2 separate regions of the Zea mays genome follow, and region 2 is linked to region 1. Evidence: chromatin contacts called from public Hi-C data. All regions are on one chromosome and are shown on one strand. Each heading gives the region's core, a stretch centred on a gene start, on an enhancer-like site or on the middle of the called end of the contact. The rest is flanking DNA. Distances are from core to core; before and after follow the strand shown. Region 1 holds the start of LOC103634865 (LRR receptor-like serine/threonine-protein kinase). Region 2 has its middle 13 kb from the start of LOC100277194.

Evidence for each region. Hi-C and Micro-C count contacts between places; a contact is called where the count stands out from the background.
Region 2: a Hi-C map of tassel shows a contact between it and region 1, with 1.9 times the contacts expected there. The contact joins the enhancer-like site here to the promoter of LOC103634865 in region 1. A contact is called at or near these places in 4 of 25 Hi-C or Micro-C datasets (bundle sheath, ear, leaf and 1 more).

Annotation. Positions count from the first base shown.
Region 1 is chr8:17,609,160-17,615,193 of Zm-B73-REFERENCE-NAM-5.0, forward strand. LOC103634865 (LRR receptor-like serine/threonine-protein kinase) reads left to right here and starts at 2,458. Exons shown (of 2, transcript XM_008657448.4): 1 at 2,458-6,034. The coding sequence starts at 3,279.
Region 2 is chr8:17,914,370-17,920,403 of Zm-B73-REFERENCE-NAM-5.0, forward strand. It overlaps the pseudogene LOC100502188. Among protein-coding and RNA genes, the nearest start is that of LOC100277194, 13 kb to the right of the region's middle. Within about 2 kb of position 2,917, at least 19 of the 20 cell types and tissues checked have an H3K27ac peak or open chromatin away from gene starts, as enhancers often do. A contact at or near this core is called in bundle sheath, ear, leaf and 1 more, where this site is marked.

The DNA of each region.
Region 1 (6,034 bases), core at 1,208-3,707:
TTATAAAACTTTGCAGCTAACATTTTTTTTTAAAAAAACTGAACTTATTTAGGATACCAAATACTCTTTTAAAAATAGGGTAAAGGTAAAGTGTGGTTGACGAATATCGTAAATGGTTTGTTGTTCGTATGTTTGAGCGTCCATCAAAAATATATAGTCATCTTACTATTAAAAATTGAATAACAAGGTGGTTGAGGTAACTTAGATTTACTGGTGGGGTAATACCAATATGGTTTTACAGTATAAAAGTTATCTGGACCTGTGCATCGCATCAGTCTGTGCCCCCTGTACTTCAATGCAACGCAGGACAGGAGTAGTACTACCATTGTTGCCTGTCCCAGATAGAAACCCTAGTTCCGATGTAAATCCTCTGCAAGTTCTACTCATTGGAATTACCGTCTTCCACGGGATTAGAGGTGCAGTGTCCTGGTTAAACCAGGACTGCTCTTTTGCCGATGTGAATTTGGGAGGGGCGAGGAGGAGGAGGACTGGACTGGAGGAGGTAGATCTAGATCTCTGAGCCTGCAAAGTTTTCAGTGGTACATCGCCAGAGACTCTCTCTTTTTTTTTAACCGCTGCCACTACCTCTCCATCAGCACGAATTACAAGAAAGGCCGGGGTGATGGCATTATTAGTTTATTACCTCTAGTGCTAGGTGGTTGCGGTAACAGCAGCAGCAGTAGATCCCATCTAGCGGCGCGAGGGCATGTGCCGCCCTCCGTCCATCAATGGGCGGCGTGGATCTGATGCATCCTTTTGTTTAACCTCTGCAGAGCGGGAGCAGGCGGGGCAGAGATCTAACAGTAAGAAAGTGCTGTGATTGTTAATTAGTCTGTTAATGCGCGACGGAACTTATAATCTAACAGTTGTGTTACCACCGCTTCACCCAGTAGCGAGTACTCCAGCTGTGATCTGCCCCCTTTTTACTTTGTTTTCTTTACCCCCACTTTTCACCTTTCGGCTAATTTCAACCATCCAGATTCTTGCTTCGGTTGCTTGCCATCCCTGTAGTGCCTGTAACAATCACAAGTTCACGCCACAGGTGGTTTGGACAAAAGGTTATTGTAGTAATTATAAGTGGTTTTTTTTGGAAGTGAGCATACGTACTGAGTGAGGGAAATGAAGAGTTGTTTACTATCCTTACGTTCTAGATTATAAGTTATCTTGGACCATAAAAACAGTTCATTAGAAGGTTTAGGACCTATTCAGTATTAGGAGGAGTAATTGTTAACTAGCTAAAGTTAACTAAAATCATAATCTGTACCTCATTCAAACAGAAGATATTTTTTTATCAGTCTTTAGCTAGCTATAATCAACTAGTTACCTAGCTAACTCCAGATAAATTCCAAGTGTTTTTTTAGCTCTAAGGGCGTTCCAATTGTTAGCTACTAGCTAGATTCACTCTATTTCCTACATGGATAGAAAATATGGAGAAGACGAGAATAGCTAGTGACGAATGACGAGCAAATATATAAGAGATTTCACGTATTCCAGAAAACTGAGTGTATTACGTGTGGACCATATACTAGTAGTAAGATAAGTTATTAATTTTATTATTCCTTGAGCTCTACATCAGCTAGCTATTTGAGATAGCCATTACGGACTCCGTAACTAGTAGCTAGTCCTAGTGATTTAAACATGCCCCCTGTCGAAGTAAAAAATAAACAAAAACGGGCTAGAAACTGTAGGAAAACGGAGGGAGAAGTTACATGCCACGTGTTGGTGGCCACTGTTATTGTAGGCGAGCCGTTACGTTCCCAAGATATTCTTTGCCCACTGCCCCCCGCCATCGCTGTCGCATGGCATGATGCGCTTGCCATGCTCACCGCACGCAGATGCCGCGGCAGGCAGCGCGGCGTGCGTGGTGAAAAAGTCTTTGCGCTGCCCGTCCGCCCGATTCTTTGTTTTCCTCGGCAGGAAGCCAGGAAGGGTTACACAGAACGCTGCGTAGGCTGTAGCATCATCATCCATGCAGCCGCAGCGGCTTCACTTCACACAGCCTTTTCATGACGGCGGAGCTGCCTGCCTCAACTGAAACCTGACCGACGCGATGCGATGCAACAGCTTCAGACGACCTTTAGTGGATGTGATTCACCATCTTTTCTTTGAGTGCCAAACTAAAGGGGTGTTTGGTTGCTCCTGCTAAAGTTTAGCCCGGGTCACATCAAGCGTTTGACTTTTAAATAGGAGTATGAAATATAGACCCAACCAACTGGACTAGATTCGTCTCGTCTTTTAATCTTCGGCTGACAAATTAGTTTTATAATCCGACTACATTTAATACCCGGAACGGAGGTTCAAACATTTGATGGGACAGAGGCTAAATTTTAGCGGGGTGTAACCAAACACCCCTAAGTCTCACTTCTCTTCCCCATCTCAGGACAGGTACAAATCAGTAGAAAAAACACTGTAACAACTGTAAAAATCAGTAGAATTAAAACCAAGCGCTGTTGTATCACCAGTCAGCACAGGTACATAATACTGTAATAAAGTAGCGTTGCTACTTGACAGAATGACAGTGCAATAAACAAGCATAGGGATGAGACCGGGGTGCGGTGCGGAGCGTCCTGAGTCCTGACGGCCGGCCTGCCTGAGTGCCTGACCCAACCGGTGGCCTCGGATCCGGAGATTCCGCAGACACACATGAGTGCCAGCCACTGCTACCCACACCACCCGCTCTCTCTCTCTCTCTCTCTCTCTCTCTCTCTCTCTCTCTTCTTCTCCCTCTCCTCCTGTCCTGGTACTTTGCAATGTCTGAACTTGAACCGGAACCAGCTTGCTGCCACCTAATCTGCCGTTTCTCGCTGCTTTCCTGCTCCACCTTTCCCTCTCTCCTGCTCATCGGCGTATAACAGCTGCACTGCATCCACGTTGTGGCGCATGGCCGTGGCAGTGGCGTGCCTCTGCCTCTTCTTCTCCCTCCGCTAAAACCTGTTGTCTTGTCAGTGAGGCTTCGCTTAAACCTCGCCACCAATCCACCTACTCCCTGGCTTTGCAAGCAAAGCAAAGCAAAGCCGCAGAGCCACTTTCTTTGCGCTGCGCTGCTGCTTCCGGCACAAGCAACGACACAGATTTGCAAGTGACACCAGCTGCAGCTGATCCTACAGCACCGCCTCACCTCATCCTCCTCATCGGCTTCATCGTCGTAGTTTGGTCGCCTGCCTGGGTGGATATGCTCTGGGAGTGAAGTGTAGTATCTCTCAAGTACAGTGTCAAACGCTGTCGGCTGCCTGCCGACCTGGCAGGCTGTGGTTTCGTAAGCTGAGCTGCAGAGGAGGATGCCTCCTGACGTGATGAACGGGAGGTGGAGGAGCGCGTGCGCGGCGGCGGCGGCGCCGCTGCTGCTGTGGTGCGCGCTTGTCCTGGCGTGCATGGGCAGCGCGCTGGCCGTGGACGCGCAGGGCGCGGCGCTGCTGGCCTGGAAGCGCACGCTGCGGGGCGGCGCGGAGGAGGCGCTGGGGGACTGGAGGGACTCCGACGCGTCGCCGTGCCGGTGGACGGGCGTGTCCTGCAACGCGGCGGGCCGGGTCACGGAGCTCAGCCTGCAGTTCGTCGGCCTGCACGGCGGCGTCCCCGCCGACCTGCACTCCTCCGCCGTCGGCGCCACGCTGGCGCGCCTCGTGCTCACGGGCGCCAACCTCACGGGCCCCATCCCGCCGCAGCTCGGGGACCTGCCGGCGCTGGCGCACCTCGACCTCAGCAGCAATGCGCTCACGGGGCCGATCCCGGCCGCCCTCTGCCGCCCGGGGAGCAGGCTCGAGAGCCTCTACGTCAACTCCAACCGCCTCGAGGGCGCCATCCCGGACGCCATCGGCAACCTCACGGCGCTGCGGGAGCTCGTCGTCTACGACAACCAGCTCGAGGGCCCCATCCCGGCGTCCATCGGCCAGATGGCCAGCCTCGAGGTGCTCCGCGCCGGCGGCAACAAGAACCTCCAGGGCGCGCTCCCACCGGAGATCGGCAGCTGCTCCAACCTCACCATGCTCGGCCTCGCCGAGACCAGCATCTCCGGCCCGCTCCCGGCGACCCTGGGCCAGCTCAAGAGCCTCGACACCATCGCCATCTACACCGCGATGCTCTCCGGCCCGATACCTCCCGAGCTCGGCCAATGCACAAGCCTGGTCAACGTCTACCTGTACGAGAACGCGCTGTCCGGGTCGATCCCGCCGCAGCTCGGCAGGCTCAGCAACCTCAAGACCCTGCTGCTGTGGCAGAACAGCCTCGTCGGCGTCATACCGCCGGAGCTCGGGGCGTGCGCGGGGCTCGCCGTCCTGGACCTGTCCATGAACGGGCTCACCGGCCACATCCCGGCGTCGCTCGGGAACCTGACGTCGCTGCAGGAGCTGCAGCTCAGCGGGAACAAGGTGTCCGGCCCGGTCCCGGCCGAGCTCGCGCGCTGCGCCAACCTCACCGACCTCGAGCTCGACAACAACCAGATATCCGGCGCCATCCCCGCCGGCATCGGCAAGCTCACGGCGCTGCGCATGCTCTACCTCTGGGCCAACCAGCTCACGGGGAGCATCCCGCCGGAGATCGGCGGCTGCGCGAGCCTCGAGTCGCTCGACCTGTCGCAGAACGCGCTCACCGGGCCCATCCCGCGCTCCCTGTTCCGGCTGCCGCGGCTCTCCAAGCTGCTGCTCATCGACAACGCCCTCTCGGGCGAGATACCGCCGGAGATCGGCAACTGCACGTCCCTCGTCCGGTTCCGCGCGAGCGGCAACCACCTCGCCGGCGCGATTCCTCCCGAGGTCGGTAGACTTGGCAACCTCAGCTTCTTTGACCTGAGCTCGAACAGGTTGTCAGGCGCCATCCCCGCGGAGATCGCCGGGTGCCGGAACCTCACGTTCGTCGACCTCCACGGCAATGCCATCGCCGGCGTCCTGCCTCCGAGGCTGTTCCACGACATGCTCTCGCTGCAGTACCTGGACCTGTCGTACAATTCCATCGGCGGCGCGATCCCGCCGGACATCGGCAAGCTCAGTTCGCTCACGAAGCTCGTCCTTGGCGGGAACAGGCTCACGGGCCAGATACCTCCAGAGATCGGCTCGTGCTCACGGCTCCAGCTCCTGGACCTCGGCGGCAACACGCTGTCCGGCGGGATACCGGCGAGCATCGGCAAGATTCCGGGGCTGGAGATCGCTCTCAACCTGAGCTGCAACGGTTTGTCGGGCGCTATACCGAAGGAGTTCGGCGGCCTCGTTCGGCTCGGCGTGCTCGACGTGTCGCACAACCAGCTCTCCGGTGACCTCCAGCCCCTGACCGCGCTCCAGAACCTTGTGGCCCTCAACATCTCCTTCAACGGCTTCACCGGCCGCGCGCCCGCGACGGCGTTCTTCGCGAAGCTGCCGGCGAGCGACGTGGAGGGCAACCCAGGCCTGTGCCTCTCGCGGTGCCCCGGCGACGCAAGCGAGCGCGAGCGCGCGGCGCGGCGCGCCGCCCGCGTGGCCACCGCGGTGCTGGTGTCCGCGCTCGTCGCCCTCCTCGCCGCCGCGGCGTTCCTCCTCGTCGGCCGCCGCGGACGCTCGTCGGTGTTCGGCGGCGCGCGCTCCGACGCGGACGGCAAGGACGCCGACATGCTGCCGCCGTGGGACGTGACGCTGTACCAGAAACTGGACATCACCGTGGGCGACGTGGCGCGCAGCCTGACGCCGGCGAACGTCATCGGGCAGGGCTGGTCCGGGTCGGTGTACCGCGCGAGCGTGCCGTCCACGGGCGCGGCCATCGCCGTGAAGAGGTTCCGGTCGTGCGACGAGGCGTCCGCCGAGGCGTTCGCGTGCGAGGTGGGCGTGCTGCCCCGGGTGCGCCACCGCAACATCGTCCGGCTCCTCGGGTGGGCGGCCAACCGGCGGACGCGCCTCCTCTTCTACGACTACCTCCCGAACGGCACCCTCGGCGGCCTGCTGCACAGCGCCGGCGGCGGGTCGGCCGGCGCCGCGGTGGTGGAGTGGGAGGTGCGGCTCTCGATCGCCGTCGGCGTGGCCGAGGGCCTCGCGTACCTGCACCACGACTGCGTGCCGGCGATCCTCCACCGCGA
Region 2 (6,034 bases), core at 1,667-4,166, 310 kb after region 1:
GGAAATAATTAAGTGGTCAAATTTAATATAGTTTTCATGCTAAAACAGAGTCATTAAGTGCTAAACAATATTAATACAAAATTATAGAAATTGGAACGGGTCAAAAACGAGTTAAAATGAATTTTCTATGATTTACACAAGTTCTAGTATTTATTTTTGCATTAAAAATAAATTCCTATTTCATTTTCTTTGATTTTCTAATTTCCTGGACTGGGCGTCAATTATAGGAAAGCGCAGGGGCCTCGGCGCAAGAATCCAGAGACCTAGTGAACAAAAACTACAGACGGCGGGTTCTATTTCCGTAAAGCCTAGGGGCTCATATGAAAAACTGTCTACACGAAGGGGTATTGACTAATCTTGGCCGTTTGATTACACACGGATGGCACAGATTTAATTCCGCAGGTGATGAACCGGTATGGCACCAGGACCGCAGGATCACAGATCAACGAAGCGGATTTAAAAGGGTCGAAGAGTTATTTGAAGATCTAATCTAATCCGTTGATGCAGAGATCAATGGCTACGATTTCCCCCGCCCGAAGCGGTATACCTACTATCTAATCGCGACCGTTGGCTAGTATCCAACGGACGAGGTCCATCTCCTCCCCTCCGACCGCGCCCACGACGGCGAACCGGTCCCCAGCGACGATGCCATGGTCGGTCCACAGCCGGAATACCAGTGAGGCACAACAGCACGCATACGATGGTTCCAAAATAACAAGAAGGCGATTACATAAGGCTCAGGAGGTACCTCGTTGGGGATTCGGCAGCAGAGCGCCCCACCCACGGTGATGGGCGAGTTTGCCGCATTCTGCCCACACCGGTGAGGAAATCCACTGGATTCGTGGCCCGATTGGTTCCGCGGCGACGCCAATCTCACTCTCTAGGGCGCAGCGAAGGTCGTTGGCCAACCACGCGCCCCAATTTGCTTCACCGGCGAAGAACGGGTGCAGCAGCGGACGCCTCCCTTCACGGTCCGCAGCGACGCTCCAACAGGTGATTCTCAGGGATGGTGGAACAGGGCAAGGGTGCACACGTGGTCGGGGAAGGGAATGCGAGGATTTATCCTTAGGTAACGTCATCGGGTGCAATGACCTCCACTTCCCCCGCCCACGGTGAAGTCGCGTACAGTTCACCCACCATCCGCGCGAAGCTCGGACGAGCCGTTGACGACGCACAAGCCTGACGCGCGAGCCCCAGGTGTCAGCGGGAAAGGAGTGAGCGCGCAAGCGATAAGCGGATGTCAGTGGGCCCCTAATGTCAGCCCCCCGCGCGCGCCAGATCCCGGTCAGGTGGGCGACGCAGTGGGTGGTGTATTGGGCCGGATTGGTGTAAGTTGGCCCATGAATGGGGGTCTCTTTTATCCTTTTTCTGGTTTATCTTTACCCTTTCATTTTAAATTTCCAATTTAGACTCCAAATATACATGTTACTTTTGTACTCAATAAAAGATAGATTTTAATCTTACCACTATGGACAGAGTTTAAATTTTATACCTTTTGTTTTGTATTATATAGTATTTCTTTTCCTCCTTTCTCACTTCTAGAATTTCTGTTAGACCTTAAATTATATTGTGTGCTTTAATATATTTCTTTTTATATGATTTTTTTATACTGTCACAAGATGCACACAAAAAAATAGAAACCTCAACATGATGCATGATTTAATTGAGTGTCTTTTGTTAATTATTTATTGGTGTAAGTGAGGTGTCCGCATGAAATGATAAATAGGGATGACACCCATATATGAAAAGGAATATAATTTCTACTCTTAGATTTTCTTTTACAAAGTGGGTATTACAAAACTTCCCCCGCGGGAATATAAACGGGGGAAATTTATCCCTTGACGGGTAAACGGGGATGGGACGGGGAAGCATTCCCCATCCCGTTCCCCGCGGGACCCGTTAAACTTGCATGTGACTATGTTTTTGTGTATCGGTTAACAACAAAAATAAATAATTACCTTGTCAAGAGACCACTAATTGTACAAATGTGTTTATTTTGATGTATGTATAATGATTTATTACATCTGACAATATGTATAAGTGACAATGTTTAACATTAATAACAAAGAACATATGTCTTAATTATAATTTAAATGGAGATAGGGATCCTCGTTGAGAATTTATCCCGTGAGGAACGGGGATGAAGAAGAAATATTCTCCGAAAGCGTTCGTGGGAATCCTCATGAGAAAAAATTTCGTCGCGAAAACGAGTATGAAGAGCTATTCTCCGGCGAGGAATTCCCCGTTGGTTCCCATCCCTACTCCTGCACCTGCAGCGGGCTGGCCGGCTAGCGTGCCGGACCGCCGCCGCAGGGGAAAGAAAGATGTCAGAGCACTGGCCGCTGCCCTGCCAATTAGCAGCAGCTAGGTATCGAGCGTGTGCCCCGCCACGTCGTTTGGACTTTGGGTTTGCCCAGCAGACGCTTAGGCTATCCGCACTCATGGAACCCTAAATTTCTACTCTAAAAGGAATATTCTATCCTCGTCAGCGAGATTCTCTACTCTATCTCACAATCTTTCGCAGTCATATTCATCTTAAATCTCTACCCTATACCAACTACCACATATTCTATTATTTATTTTCACCTCTCTCCTAACCGGCCTTTCACAACGTCTCTCTTGGGCCCCACCTCTGGTCCCACCTCTGTCATCCAGTCGCACGGCAGCGAACGCTGCAGATAGAGTTCTTTTCAGCTGACTATATTTTACAGCTATCTTTCCAGTCACTCGCTGCAGCACCATTCGAACTCTATAGCCTACGGTATTCTTTACAGTTCCTTTTCAAGTACGTGACTGCGGGCTGCCTTACGGCACTATGCTGCGGGTTGCCGGGCCGGGTGCCTCCCAGTCCCAGTCCGTCCAGCCGAAACACTCTCGGCCTCTGAGGCCCAAGACCATACAGCCCATTTTGTGCTGCTATTTTTTTCCTTTCCTTTTATCTTTTCCACCACCCAGCCCAAACACTCCACAATACTCCATAGTGGAGCTGCCGAGCTGTCTGCTGCAGTGGTCGCAAGCCTGGAAAGGGGAAGAACCACAAACCACCTGGAGACTGCACGTGTTGCAACAAAAAAAAACTTCAGCGATGATCATCTACTTCTTCAACATCTACAGCAAGCAGGTCTGGCCGGCCGTTCACTGCGGCGTCTCAAGGGTCAGGATCGACCAAGACCAATCGTCGTCTCCATCCACCCGCACTAGGTAAAACATTGATCGATTTGAACCCCAAAAATAAAACATTCCTCCTGCAGGAACTAAAAAAGGCATTCCTCCTGCAGAAACTGGTGCTGCAGTAGCAGGTGTTTTCATTTATACTCGAGATATGATGAACAATCATAGTTCGTCCCATAATCACAAGAAATGGGTATGGTGCTAGCGACCCTCAATCTGAAAAATCTAGAAAAACAGTCATTTTTGTTACCATCATGTAAAAACCTCTCATAGTTAGTGTACCACGTTTCTCGATCCCATTCCTCGATTCTATCGATCCAGAAACTTTTTGTGACTATGGTGCATCCTTACGCGACTAGACTCGTGGACTTTTGTGTTCCAGCCATCCATACGATTAGAATTTAGTACAACCTCCAAGGTCCAAACCACGGCGAACAGCTACGTCAAGTGGCTGTCTACAACACATGCGTTTACAAACCACGGCGAACACATGCAATAACAGACACTCATCTCAATATAAACTATGCGGACGGCATTTACAACAGCCTTCGACATAGATTGTACATGACATTAAACACACATCAGTTGTCCATGGTTTCGTCCAAAATTCATCCCCATGCGTTTGTTTACCCAGGATTGGGTTATATCATTGGGAGTACACTAGCAAAGTCAAGTTTTAACGCTTTACAACCCACAGGCACGGAATCAAGCGTCTCCCAGACGTCAAATCAAGATAGCAGGAGACCGTTAGGGTTCAGACCATCACATCCTTGGATCTAAGCAGGATAAGAAAAGGAAATAATATAACTTGTTAGGGTGCCATCTTCTACTTGGTTTCGTCACCATCGCAAAAATTGGATTGCACCTAGTGGATGCAATCACCAGTTGGAAACTTCCACGGGCTTGCCAGGAGGACTTCTGCTCCTGGCACGGAATCCATCATTGCTTGTTCTGCTCTGGTCCCTTCCACGTGATCCATAGAACCTGCCGATTGAATGGAGGATACAGACAGTTGGAATTCATTCTTCATGGATGCAGTCACATTCAGTAAAAGATAAACATAGGAGACAAAGTGGTAATAGTTGTCGAAGAAAAAGGGAATAGAACAAATGATGCACCGATTTAATTTTGTTTTCATGCTAAACGAGTTCCGTTAGATCAGTACTTCAACAAGACAGTTAAGTACCAAATAACAACACAGGTTCAGACTTCAGAGATTATATAAACTTCAGAATTTCAAATAATATTGGGTAATTCCAAAGAAAGTAATAAAAAAGGTTGGATCAAATACTAATCAAGTACCTTTCATGAAAACTGAGACCATCGCCAGCCTGATTGTTGCTGGAGCTGTATGAATTATCAAAGATAGCAATTGATCATGTAGCAGGGATACACCAGCTAAAAAAATCATCTGGATAGGAAAATTTATACACACCTGGGTGGAAAGCTCGCATTGTCCCCCGTCTGATTGTTGCGGACACTGTTATCGAAGCTGTAACGTGATTAGTTCATTTAATGTATAGATGGACCAAAGACAATGTATAATAAAATTTTCAACATACCTGCCATGGAAGCTCGTAGTATCACCAAACTGACCGCCACTGGAGCTGTTATACAAGCTGCTAATTGATGACTCTTTATGGCTGTACTAGGCTAAAGGAAGCTATCAAACAGAAACTGAAACACACCTCGAGTGAAAGCTTGAACCACCTCCAGCCTGGTTGCCGAAGTTGTTATTATTGAAGCTATCAGTTGATCTTTTAGCACCATATCCCTGACCACCATAAGAGTCATCAGAAGATGCCCACCGACGTGATCTTCCACCATATCCTCCACGAAGAGCCATTTCTTTCAACTGTGGCGGCACAGATTGGTTTGCACCCTCCAAAATCTTCACAAGGTCTGAAGCGTACTTTGAATCCTGGTCACCGAAGAATGTGTAGGCAGATCCTGTTGCACCAGCCCTACCTGTCCTCCCAATTCTATGGACATAGTCCTCCACACCAGTTGGGAAATCATAGTTAACCACGACCCTGTGAGAAGACATTGTGAAGATTGTCAGGTGGAAACTGAAAGGGGAAGGAGAAGTCAGAAGTCTTCAAGGAATCAAAGTTGTCATTTGGAAGGAAGACGATGCAAACAACATGTGAGATGGCAACCTACATTTGAAAGGTGGTCTCAGAGGTGTATAGAGTTGACCAAGGGGAATCTAGGCGAAGCTAAAGATACTTGGTGGTGGAATAAGAAAGTCCAAAGGGTTATTAAGAAGGAATGCTATAGATGTATCATGTATGTACTATGTACCATGATAGGTCTGTGGACAACATAGAAAGGTACAAGGTAGCAAAGAAGACCGCAAAGCGATCTGTAAGCGTGGGAAATGGTAGAGAGTTCAAGGATCTTTACCAACGTTTGAGTATAAACGAAGGAGAGAAGAACATATATAGGATGACTAGGATCCGTGAGAGAAAGACAAAAGACTTCAATTAGGTTAAGTGCATTAAGAATGAAACAAAGCACTTCCTAGTGAAGGAGGATGAGATTAGACATTGATGGTGAGAGAATTTTGATAAATTGTTCAACACGGAGAATGAGGACAACTTTTCAGTTGGATTACTCTTTTGATGAGAATCAATAGACGCTTTGTGCCTAGGATCCAAGAAAAACGATGAAAGGGGGTAAAACAATGGATCCTGATGGTATCCCAATCGAGACATGGAGATGCCTCAGAGACAGCTATAGTATGGCTAACCAAAGTATTCAAGCATATCTTTCGATTGGATAAGACGTCTAACGAGTGAAGTATATTGGTAATGATCTACAAGAATAAGAGAGATTAAAATTTATACCAATGATTGGGGAA